Regions from separate parts of the Hordeum vulgare genome. Here region 1 is linked to region 2. Evidence: chromatin contacts called from public Hi-C data. All regions are on one chromosome and are shown on one strand. The core of a region is the stretch at or near the end of the contact, and the rest is flanking DNA. Distances in the headings are between cores, read along the strand shown. Region 1 holds the start of LOC123410375 (cytochrome P450 78A9-like). Region 2 overlaps LOC123407234 (rab GTPase-activating protein 22-like).

The links. A called contact is a pair of places that touch in the nucleus more often than the background predicts.
Region 1: a Hi-C map of leaf shows a contact between it and region 2, with 2.5 times the contacts expected there. The contact joins the promoter of LOC123410375 here to the enhancer-like site in region 2. A contact is called at or near these places in 4 of 6 Hi-C or Micro-C datasets (leaf and seedling).

What each region holds. Positions count from the first base shown.
Region 1 is chr7H:231,762,770-231,768,754 of MorexV3_pseudomolecules_assembly, reverse strand. LOC123410375 (cytochrome P450 78A9-like) reads left to right here and starts at 4,338. Exons shown (of 2, transcript XM_045103314.1): 1 at 4,338-5,485; 2 at 5,631-5,985. The coding sequence starts at 4,472.
Region 2 is chr7H:231,510,570-231,516,933 of MorexV3_pseudomolecules_assembly, reverse strand. LOC123407234 (rab GTPase-activating protein 22-like) reads right to left here. Exons shown (of 5, transcript XM_045100321.1): 5 at 5,242-6,364. The coding sequence ends at 5,619. Among protein-coding and RNA genes, the nearest start is that of LOC123407234, 15 kb to the right of the region's middle. Within about 2 kb of position 4,788, at least 2 of the 3 cell types and tissues checked have open chromatin away from gene starts, as enhancers often do. A contact at or near this core is called in leaf, where this site is marked.

The sequences.
Region 1 (5,985 bases), core at 3,089-5,588, 250 kb before region 2:
TTTTATCATTACGAACAATAGTAATACCTCCTTTCTTAGGAATACAATGAACTAGACTTACCCATCTACTAACAGCTATCAGATCAATTATACTTGCTTCCAAAAACTTTAATATTTCATTTCTTACCACTTCTTTCATTTTGGGATTCAATCTTCTTTGGTGATAAACAACGGGTTTAGCATTTGGTTCCATATTAATCTTGTACTGACACGGAGTAAGACTATTCCCCTTAAGATCATCAAGAGTGTACCAAATAGCAGCTCGGTGCTTCCTTAAAAATTTTAACAATCTTTCTTCTTCATGCTCTGTAAGGTTAGCACTGGTAATAACATGATATATCTTATTTTCATCAAGATAAGCATGTTTCAAAGTGTCGGGTAATTGCGTTAATTCAAACACAGAATCACCCTTGGGTGGAGGAGGACCTCCTAGAGTTTCAACACACGAGTTGTGTTTAAGGATAGGCTTTTGCTCAAAGAACATATTATCTAGTTTATTTCTTTCGCACGTATGCATATCATTTTAATGGTCTAGCAAATATAGTTTAATGGATCAGTAGAAGAACGGAAATAGAAGCATGACCAATTAATTCATCTTTTCTAGGCAAATATTTATCATGGGGTTGCTTACTGAACTTGGATAAATGAAACTCATGAGACATACCACCAAAATTAACAAAGACCGTTTCCTTTTTGCAATCTATTTGAGCATTGACAGTGTTCAAGAAGGCTCTACCAAATATTATGGGACAAAAATCATCGTGTGGTGAGCAAAGTACTAGAAAATCAGTAGGGTATTTTACTTTTCCACACAAGACTTCAACATCTCTAACAATCCCAAGTGGTGTGATGGTGTCTCTATTAGCAAGTTTAATAGTAACATCTATGTCTTCTATTTCAGCAGGTTTTGTCTCATGCATAATTCTTGATATAGGGTAAAAGGAATAGCACTAACACTAGCACCCATATCACATAAAACATGATAACAATGATCTCCTATTTTTACTAAGACGACAGACATGCCAACAACGGGTCTATTATTATCTTTAGTGTCGGGTTTGGCAATTCTAGTAGCTTCATCATAGAAATAAATAATATGCCCATCAATATTATCGAACAAGAGATCTTTAACCAAAACAATACTAGGTTCTACCTTGATTTGCCAGAGGGTTTGGTTGTTGTAACATAACTTTTGTTAACCACGGTTGAAGCTTTAGCATGTTCCTTTATCCTAACATGGAAAGGTGGTTTCTCAATATAAGAAGTAGGCACAACTGAGTCAACATCGTAAATGATAGTTTCATCCTCAACTTTAATTTGTTCTTCAACTTTTTATTTAATAGGTGGATGATATTTAAACCATTTCTCTTTAGGGAGATCAACATGAGTAGCAAAGCTTTCACAAAATGGGGCTACTATCTCAGAGTCAAGTCCATATTTAGTGCTAAAATCATTGAAACCATCGATATTCATAAAAGATTTAACACAATCAAACTTAGGTTTTATACATGACTCTTTACCTTTGTCGAGTTCCCAATCTTCAGAGTTGCGTTTAGTTCTTTCCAAATGATCCCACCTGAATTCAATAGTCTTCTTTGTAAAAGAACCAGAACAAGAAGTATTGAGCATGCTTTGATCATTATGAGAAAGCCAAGCATAAAAATTCTGAATAATAATTTCTCTCGGGAGCTCATGATTGGGGCATGAATATAACATTGACTTAAGCCTCCCTCAATCTAGAGCGATACTTTCTCCTTCACAAGGCCAAAATTTATAAATAAAAATCTGATCACGATGAACAAGATGCATAGGATAGAGTTTTTTGGTGAAACTCCAATTGCAATCGATTCCAGTTCCAAGATATTGTATCATCCCATAGGCTATACCATGTCAATGCCCCCCCAAAGATAAAGGTAAAACCTTCTTCTTAACTTCATCATCGGATAAACCTGGAAGCTTAAATAATCCAGAAACTTCATCCACGTGGATTAGGTGCATATTGGTATGTTTTGTTCCATCTCCTGCGTAAGGATTAGCTAGCAGTTTCTCTATCCTACCTGAAGGAATTTCATAATAAACATTTTCAGTAGGTTCGACACGTTGAGGGACAACTCTTGGTGTTTTCGAGCGAGGTGAAGATAGCCCGGACAAACCCCTCAAATGATTACTTTCCATATTGACAAGTAATAGTAAATTTTAGCATGTAATATAAATTTTCCCTTACGAAATTCCGCTTACCAAAGCTGCTTCACCTCCCGGGCAACGGCGGTAGAAAAGAGTCTTGATGACCCACAAATATAGGGGATCAATCGTAGTCCTTTCGGTAAGTAAGAGTGTCGAACCCAACAAGGAGCAGAAGGAAATGACAAGCGGTTTTCAGCAAGTTAATTTCTCCAAGCATTGAAATAGTGGTAACAAGTTGTTTGATAGCAAGATAACTGTAACAAGTAACGAGTAGCAATAGTAACATTAAGTGCAGCAAGGTAGCCCAATCCTTTTGTGGCAAAGGACATGCCGGAACAATCTCTTATAATAGGCAAAGCGTTCTTGAGGGCACACATGAATTTCATCAAGTCACTTTCGTTATGTTGGGTTAATTCGCGTTCGGTACTTTGATAATTTGATATGTGGGTGGACTAGTGCTTGGATGTTGTTCTTACTTGAACAAGCCTTCTACTTATGACTAACCCTCCCGCAAGCATCCGCAACTATGAGAAAAGTATTAAGAATAAATCCTAAGCATAGCATTAAACATAAGGATCCAAATCAGCCCCTTCCGGAATAGCGCATAAACTAGGGCTTAAGTTTGTGTCACTCTCACAACCCATCATCTAATAACTACTGCACAATGCATTCCCTTAGGCCTAAAGATGGTGAAGTGTTATGTAGTCGACGTTCACATAACACCACTAAGGGAATCACAACATTCATATCATCAAAATATCGAACGAGTATCAACATCACATGACTACTTGCAACATGACTTATCCCGTGACCTCAAGAACAAAAATAACTACTCACAAGTGATAAACATGTTGATGATCAAAGAGGCATTAAATAACATATTATACGAGAAAAGGCATTAGAATTACTTGTTGACGTAGCTTTTTCAGGTCCAGAGTTCCATCTCCCTGCATTCTTCCTCTTGATGTAAACCTTGCATATTATAAGAGAAAAGGCATTAGAATTACTTCATAAAGTGGTATAATGCATAAAAACACTATGACTTACACTAACAAAACATGATGCAAAATGAACGTATCAGATACAGGAAAAAAGCCACAACACAACATAAAAAACCACTATAAATTATTACTTCAATCAGATGATGATAATAATATTATATTTTTAAGGTAGGTTGAGTTTTTTTCTCAAGTAAATATTTAATATTGAGAAAAGTTGTAAGATAATAAAATGAAGGTGTGTCTTTAGCAAAAAAATAGTAGGGTATTTGACACATGGCTAATAAAGCCTAAATTTTCTTCATGGTTAATCAAGCTTCCATGTTTGCTAGCAGATGAAATGGAAGAAAATCATATGCAACATATATGATAATAAATTATCATATTTTCTGTTAATACATATCAAGACTATTTAATAAAATAACATTTTATTAAGCTAGCGAGTGAGTGTTGGTTCAAGATTGACTTATCTCTCAACCGAGCTACATATGGTAATCATATCACTTATTTCTTTTCAAGTCGGTTCAAATACGAAATTGGGTTACAAACCAATCTGTGGTTGGATGATTAGAGGAACGGTGATACCCAGCTCATTAGGGTAAGTTCTGGTGCTTGCATTATTTTTAAATTTATTTTAGCATTTTCTGCGATACGTTTTCAGTGAAAGAATTCCCGTTCACGATGAGGTGCCTACAGTAACTTCGTAAATTTAAGATGATATACCTGTTCAATTTATCGAAAATGCTAATAGGGATAGAATGTGCGTGTGTGCTTTCATAGCGTTAAGCGTATACATGTGTATATGAACGTTTGTGTTTGTACTATGTTAAAAAAAACGAGTTTGGGTTAAGCTACTCACAGGACTTGAGCATTTCTTGCAGCCCAGTCACACAAACCCAAGCCAATTACACATTTCGGCATATATTGAGTAGTTTATGAGACTGTCTTATCTTAAGTTCGTTACGTATTTCAAAGAAGAAGAAAAAATGTTGTACAATGAGTTATTTCTTCGTCTTACCTTCGATAACTATGTATCTCTAAGTATGGTGAGACCATTATTGCTAATTAATGCGTACCTTTTTAAAATAATTTCTCTCTAGTTACCATTGTACATTCCTCCACCGCTATAAAAGGCGGTGCCGCGCGGTCTCGTCCACCAAAACTCAAAGTGCACTTGACTTTCCAGCTGCGAACAACAATCCGTCCTTTCATTTGCGCCCCCTAGTAGTGTTCTTCCCATTCGGCCTAAACGCGAGAACGAGGGAAAAAGTACGTGCACGTACGTCGACATGGCTCCATCCGAGGAGTGCGGCTGGCTGCTGTACGTTTCTCTTGCAGCCAAATGCTGCGCCAACGGCGACGGCGAGCCTTACCGCGTGGTAAGCTTTGTTGCAGTTCTGCTCGCCGCCTTCGTCGTCACGTCGCTCCTGCACTGGTCGTCTCAAGGTGGTGCGGCGTGGGGGAGGTATTGGTGGACGAGGAAGGGTCTGGGCATTGGCGAGGCCCGTGTCCCGGGGCCACGGGGCTTCCCCGTGATCGGCAGCATGGGGCTCATGACCGGCCTCGCGCACCGTAAGCTGGCGGTGGCGGCGTCAGGAAACGTCAGGCGCCGGCGGCTCATGGCGTTCTCCATGGGGGAGACTCGGGTGGTGGTGACCGCGGACCCTGACGTAGCCAGAGAGCTGCTGGCTAGCCCTGCGTTCGCTGATCGGCCGGTCAAGGAGTCCGCCTACGGGCTTATGTTCCATCGCGCCATCGGGTTCGCCCCCTACGGCGCCTACTGGCGCACGCTCCGCCGCGTGTCGTCCTCGCACCTCTTCTCGCCGCGGCAGGTGGCCGCCTCCGCCGCGCAGCGCGCAGTGATCGCGCGCCAGATGGTGGACGCCATGAGGCCCGTCGGCAGCGCTGGCATCAAACACGTCGAGGCGCGGCGGTTCCTGAAACGCGCGTCGCTGCACAACGTGATGTGGTCCGTTTTCGGTCGGAGGTACGAGCTGGACGAGGTGGAGAGCGAGGAGGCCGCGGAGCTCAAGAGCCTGGTGGATCAAGGCTACGACCTGCTCGGCCAGCTCAATTGGTCCGACCATCTCCCGTGGCTCGCGCGCTTCGACCTGCAGAAGATCCGGTCCAAGTGCTCCGCCCTCGTCCCCCGCGTGAACCGGTTTGTCGGCAGGATCATCGACGAGCACCGTGCCGCCCGGAACGACGCCGACGCCGACGCCGTAGTAGACTTCACCGACGTTCTGCTCTCCCTACAAGGCAGCGACAAGCTCTCCGACGCCGATATGACCGCCGTTCTCTGGGTACGTTCTTTCATACTAGTACCTTCATACGCTTAAATGGAAAACATGAATGAACACTTATGAGTAGATAGATATGCATGCATGTGTGATGTGTCCGGTAATTAGGTTGGTCATAACGAGAAATGTTTTATGTGTGGGGTTGCAGGAGATGATCTTTCGTGGCACCGACACCGTGGCAGTGGTAATCGAATGGGTGCTGGCCCGGCTGGTGCTGCACCAGGGCGTGCAGGCGAGGGTCCACGAGGAGCTGGACCGGGTGGTCGGGCCGAACCGGGCGGTGACCGAGTCGGACGCCGCCTCGCTCGTCTTTCTGCAGGCCGTGGTCAAGGAGGTCCTGCGCCTTCACCCACCGGGCCCGCTGCTGTCGTGGGCGCGGCTTGCCACATCGGACGTCCACGTAGGTGGGTTACTTGTCCCCGCGGGGACCACAGCGATGGTCAACATGTGGGCCATAACCCACGACCCAGCCGTGTGGGCCAAGCCGGGGGAGTTCAAGCCAG
Region 2 (6,364 bases), core at 3,539-6,038:
TAGCCAGGCACTACTACGAGAGTTGGTGAGGTACACATCAATAACATGTATATCAAATATACCTTGTTTGGCGTTGGTCGCCTTCTTATCGGCCAGATACTTGGGGCAGTTTCGCTTCAAGTGACCAGTTCCCTTGCAATAACAACACTCAGTTTTCGGCTTAGGTCTAGCCTTGGGTTTCTTCGCCGGAGGGGCAACAGATTGCCACTCTTCTTGGAGTTACCCTTCTTCCCTTTTTCCGTTCTTCTTGAAACTAGTGGTCTTATTGACCATCAACACTTGATGCTCTTTCTCGATTTCTGACTCTGCAACTTTCGGCATCACAAACAACTCGGCGAGTGACTTATTCATCCCTTGCATGTTATAGTTCAACATGAAGCTCTTATAGCTAGGTGGCAGTGATTGAAGAACGCTGTTAGTGATAGCCTCTTGCGGGAGTTCAATCCCCAGCTCAGCTAGATAGTGAGAGTACCCAGACATTCTGAGTATGTGTTCACTGACATACCCGTTCTCCTCCATTTTGCAAGCATAGAACTTATCAAAGGTCTCATACCTCTCGATTCGGGCATTGTTCTCAAAGATAAACTTCAACCCCTGGAACATCTCATGTGCTCCATGACGTTCAAAACGTCTTTGAAGTCCCGGTTCTAAGCCATACAAAATTGCACATTGAACCAATCAGTAGTCATCCTTACGGGACTGCCAAGCGTTCAAAACATCTTGGGTCGCCGTAGCGGGCGGTGCATCACCTAGCGCAGCATCAAGGACATATTTCTTTTGGCCAGTCATGAGGATAAGCCTCATATTACGAATCCAGTCAACAAAGTTGCTTCCATCATCTTTCAGCTTAGCTTTCTCTAGGAACGTATTAAAATTCAGGGTTGCTACTGCGCGAGCCATTGATCTACAACATAAAATTTTGCAAAGATTACTTAGACTATGTTCAAGACAATTGAGTTTAGCTAATCATATTACTAATAAACTCCCACTCAAATAGACATCCCTCTAGTCATTCGAGTGTCGCATGATCCAAATCCACTAACTCAAGTCTGATCATCACATGAATTGAGATTAGTTCCAATGGTGAACATCTCCATGTTGATCATATCAACTATATGATTCATGCTCGACCTTTCAGTCTCTTGTGTTCCGAGGCCATGTCCGTACATGCTAGGCTCGTCAAGTTTAACCCGAGTGTTCCGCATGTGCAACTATTTTGCACCCTTTGTATGTGAACGTTGAGTGTATCACACCCGATCATCACGTGATGTCTCGAAACGACGAATTTTCGCAACGGTGCACGGTCGGGGAGAACACAATTTTATCTTGAAATTTTAGTGAGGGATCACCTTATAATGCTATCGTCGTCCTAAGAAAAATAAGGTGCATAAAGGATTAACATCACATGCAAATTCAAAAAGTGACATGATATGGCCATGAACTTGTGCTTCTTGATCTCCATCATCAAAGCACCGGCATGATATCCATCGTCACCGGCGCCACACCATGATCTCCATCATTGTGCTGCCATCGAGGTTGTCGCGCTATCTATGTTGTTACTACTAAAGCTACTGCCTAGCGATATAGCAAGAGCATCTGCAAGCGCAAAATAAATTTAAAGACAACCCTATGGCTCCTGCCGGTTGCCACAGCATCGGCGTGCAAGTCGATATTTAACTATTACAACATGATCATCTCATACGTCCAATATATCATATCATGTCTTTGGCCATATCACATCACAAGCATACCCTGCAAAAACAAGTTAGACGTCCTCTAATTTGTTGTCGCATGTCGTACGTGGCTGCCATGGGTATCTAGTATGATCGCATCTTACTTACGCAAAGCCACAACGGTGATATGCAAATTGCTATTTAACCTTCTCCAAGGACCGCCTCGGTCAAATCCAATTCAACTAAAGTTGAAGAAGCACACACCCGCCAGTCATCTTTATGCAACAAGTTGCATGTCAGTCGATGAAACCGGTCTCTCTTAAGCGTACGAGTAAAGTTGGTCCGGGCCGCTTCAATCCAACAATGTCGTTGAATCAAGAAAAGACTAAGCAGGGCAGCAAATTGAACATCAACGCCCACAAACTCTTTTGTGTTCTACTCGAGATATCATGTACACATGAACCTAGCTCATGATGCCACTGTTGGGGAATGTTGCATGAGAAACAAAAAAAATCCTACGCACACGAAGACCTATCATGGTGATGATCATCTACGAGAGAGAGGTAGGATCCACATACCCTTGTAGATCGCTAAGCGGGAAGCGTTAAGAAATGTGGTTGATGTAGTGGAACATCTTCGCGATCCAAATCACCTCCATCCCACGATCCGCCCCGATCTAGCACCGAACGGACGGCACCTTCGTGTTCAGCACACGTACAGCTCGATGACGATCTCCGCCTTCTTGATCCAGCAAGAGAGACGAAGAGGTAGATGAATTCTTCGGCAGCTCGATGGCGTGGCGGTGATGATGGTGGAGCTACTCCGGCACGGCTTCGTCGTGCCGTACCGAACTAGCTACGGGGTGTCATGAAGTAGTGGAGGGGGAGAGGGCTGCACAAAGGCTTGGGGTGCAAAAACCCTCTCAAACCTCCACTATATATAGGAGGAACAAGGGGGAGGGTGGCTTGCCTCCTACTCCAAGGAGGAGGAGTCGGCCGAGCCAAGGGGAGGAGTCCTCCTCCAATTCGGTTTGGTGGAGGACTCTTTCCCATCTTGTCCACCTCCTTCCTTCTCTTTTTTTTTCTTTTTCCTTCTTATTTTTGCGTTGGCCGAAATAGGCCTATTGGGCTGGCCTCACCAGCCCACTAAGGGCTGGTGCGCCACCCATGGGCCTATTAGGTCCTCTCCCGGGTGGGTGGCCCCTCCCGGTAAAACCCCGAAACCCATTTGTCACTCCCGGTACTTTACCGGTAATGCCTGAAATCTTTCCAGAAGCCAAATGCAACAATCCTATATATCAATCTTTGTTTCCGGACCATTCCGGAGACCCTCGTGATGTCCGAGATCTCATTCGGGACTCCGGACAATATTCGGTTACCAACATAAATAATTCAACTATACCAAAAACGTCACCGAACCTTAAGTGTGCACATCCTGCGGGTTCGAGAACTATGTAGACATGACTGAGATACTCTCCGGTCAATATCCAATAGCGGGACCTAGACGTCCATATTGGATCCTACATATTCTATGAAGATCTTATCGATTGAACCTTTATGTCTAGGATTCACACAATCTCGTATATCATTTCCTTTGTCCTTCGGTATGTTACTTGCCCGAGATTCGATCGTCGGTATCGACATACCTATTTCAATCTCGTTAACGATAAGTCTATTTACTCGTTCCGTAATATAAGATCCCGTGGCTAACTCTTTAGTCACATTGCTTGCAAGGCTTGTTTGTGATGTTGTATTACCGAGTGGGCCCCGAGATACCTCTCCGTCACACGGAGTGACAAATCTCAATCTTGATCCATGCTAACTCAATGGACACCTTCGGAGATACATGTAGAGTACCTTTATAGTCACACATTAACGTTGTGACGTTTGATACACACAAGGCATTCCTCTGGTGTCAGTGAGTTACATGATCTCGTGGTCATAGGAATGCATAATTGACATGTAAAAAACAATAGCAACAAAGTGACACGATCATATGCTACGTTTATAGTTTGGGTCTTGTCCATCACATCATTCTTCTAATGGTGTGATACCTTCATCAAGTGACAACACTTGTCTGTGGCTAGAAAACCTTAACCATCCTTGATCAACAAGCTAGTCAACTAGAGTCTCACTAGAAATATTGTTTTGTTTATATATCCACACATGCATTTATGTTTTCATTTAATACAATTATAACATGGATAATAAACGATTATCTTGAAACAGAAAATATAATAATAACTATTTTATTATTGCCTCTAGGGTATATTTCCAACAAAAAATATCTAATTTTTATAAATTTATCACCGTGGGAACGAGATCCTTGACTTAGCTCTGGCTAATTCAGGCAACATCCGGCAGCGACGAGCCCTCGCCTAGCAAATGGCAGAACGGTGAGCGAAAGGGGCTGTTTTTTCTGTTCTAATATAAGGTAATTTTTAGCTGCTTAACGGTGAGCGAAAGCATCGCCGCCCGTTGCCATCGGATGTTGCACGGACGGCGTCCCTTTGAAGTAACCAGAGTTAACACAGATGATCTTGTTCCACCAAAGCATTGGTTAGCCTTGAAATGGTATTAATAAAGTAAATGCAACATCACAGGTTGCTATCATGTCCTTGTGACTTCCCTGATGTTATAATTGTATTATTATTATTACTAGCAAAATAGCCCGTACGTTGCAACGGGAGAAAAAAAAAATACCATACGCTTTTAATCTTTTTATAATTGTTTTGATTTATTAAAATAAGAAGCTAACTAACTAATGTAGTTAGTCCTATCCTATTTTGTTAAAAAGTCAATCCGTCCATTGTTAATTCCACCATAATAAAAAAATTAAAGCGTGGGTTGAATAACAAAAATTACAAGGGCTTTTTTATAAAAATGGCGTGGTGGGTTTTCCGACGAAAGCAATAGCCGTTTTATTATTATTATTATTATTATTATTATTATTAGGTATAGATTTTCAGGGTCGATCTTATACTTGTCCAGGTGCCTTGTATGTGCCACGAGGATATGCGAAAATAGGCGCGGAGCCGGGAAACACATAATGCGCGCGTGTGTCCCATTAATGGGCCATGGCAACTGAAACTGATGGTGGTGGTTGCCTTTGCCTCCTTTTGCTTCAGGTAAGATCGCATCAAAGCTTTGGATTCTAGTGCAGGTGTCCCCTGAGCAGTGCAAATATCATCACCGTTCCCCTCGTTGCTCCAAGGAAGAAGACGTCCTCAAATCAAGTGGACGCAGCTGTTAAGTCTGAATCACTGATGGGAACAGTGCCAACAGTAACGCAACAAGGAAATGCCTCCACTAGAGCATGTGATTCAGCTCAGTCTCAGATGTGCACATTTCAATTTCTAACAGCTGTGCATTGAATCACACCACATCATCCAACCCTTTTTTTTATCTCTCAAACATATGTACTACTCTCTTTCAAAAAACGTCTTACCTTATGGGACAGAGGGAGTATTCCAGTAAAACAGCAAGGAAAGTGGGAGCTGTGATTTGCATGTGTAAGATGGAAGGGTAAAAATTCAGTGCAATATTATCAGTAAACAATACAGAGTAAGTAGTTTGTATACTGCTCTTTATTCCTTAATAATGGTAAAATTCTGTTTCAACTATAATAAAAGGGGGGAAATGCTGTTCTTGCCAAGAAGGAATGTTTAAAAGGCAAAAACAGCAAGTTCCCTGCATTAAATAAGCAACCGACTGTTTACAATGGCAGTAACCTGGTAACTATGACATCCAAGGATGTACTGTATTTTGCTGAACTTGGGATACTTGATCCATGTTCTGTTTTCTTTGAAGGGAACTTACAACAATCTCTATACCTAGGATGTTTTTTATGCCGGGTGACAAACAACAGATGAAAGTTCACTTTCACTGAGAACATACCTCGGGCATAATTTTTAGGTCTATAAACGATTCGAAAAGAGCGATTGAATCAGATCTTATTATGGAGGTTAACAACCAAGTCGTGCGCATCATCTAGAAGCCTCCAGACGTCGAGCTGCCCAGCCATGCTATGGCACTCCCGCAGTATCTCATCCATGCTGCTGTACCTCTCGATGATCAGCTTCCTCCTCTGCAGGACACAGGCTGCAATGGCATAGAGCAACAAATCGTCGGTTGGAGGAGCATGGAGCCTTATCCTTCCCCATGTGGACCTTCCAATACCAGCTCGAACAGCGGCCTGATCAGCCCACATAACCTCCCACAGGCATAAAGTCTGCTCAAAGGTGAGCTCTCTCCTGAAGAGGACTAACACCATTCTGTACACAAAGAAGCAGTCCTCGGCCTGCAGCTTCTGCAGGTGCCTATAGAGGTGCGAGTCTTTGCGCTTGATGATCTGGGAGACGGTCTTCAACTGTCTTCTTATTCCAACCTCATCCAGCCTGAAGTTGTGCCGTGCTTTCTTCATGAAGCCCACAAAGCACCAAAATGCTTCATGGTCTTCCTTCATTACCGCAATTATCGGTGACAACAGGTCACTCATACCTTGGCAGTAGCCAATCTCTGGATCATAAAGTGCATACGCCTCAAGCAACGCAACTAACCGGGCAGCATGATATATCATGTAAGGCTCTAAATGGTCATAGTCTTTCAAACCAACAGACAATGCACGCTCCAGTGCCTTTTCCTCGGAGATTTCAGCCTGGTTACAGGAGAATAAAGCCCAGTCTGTGTTTG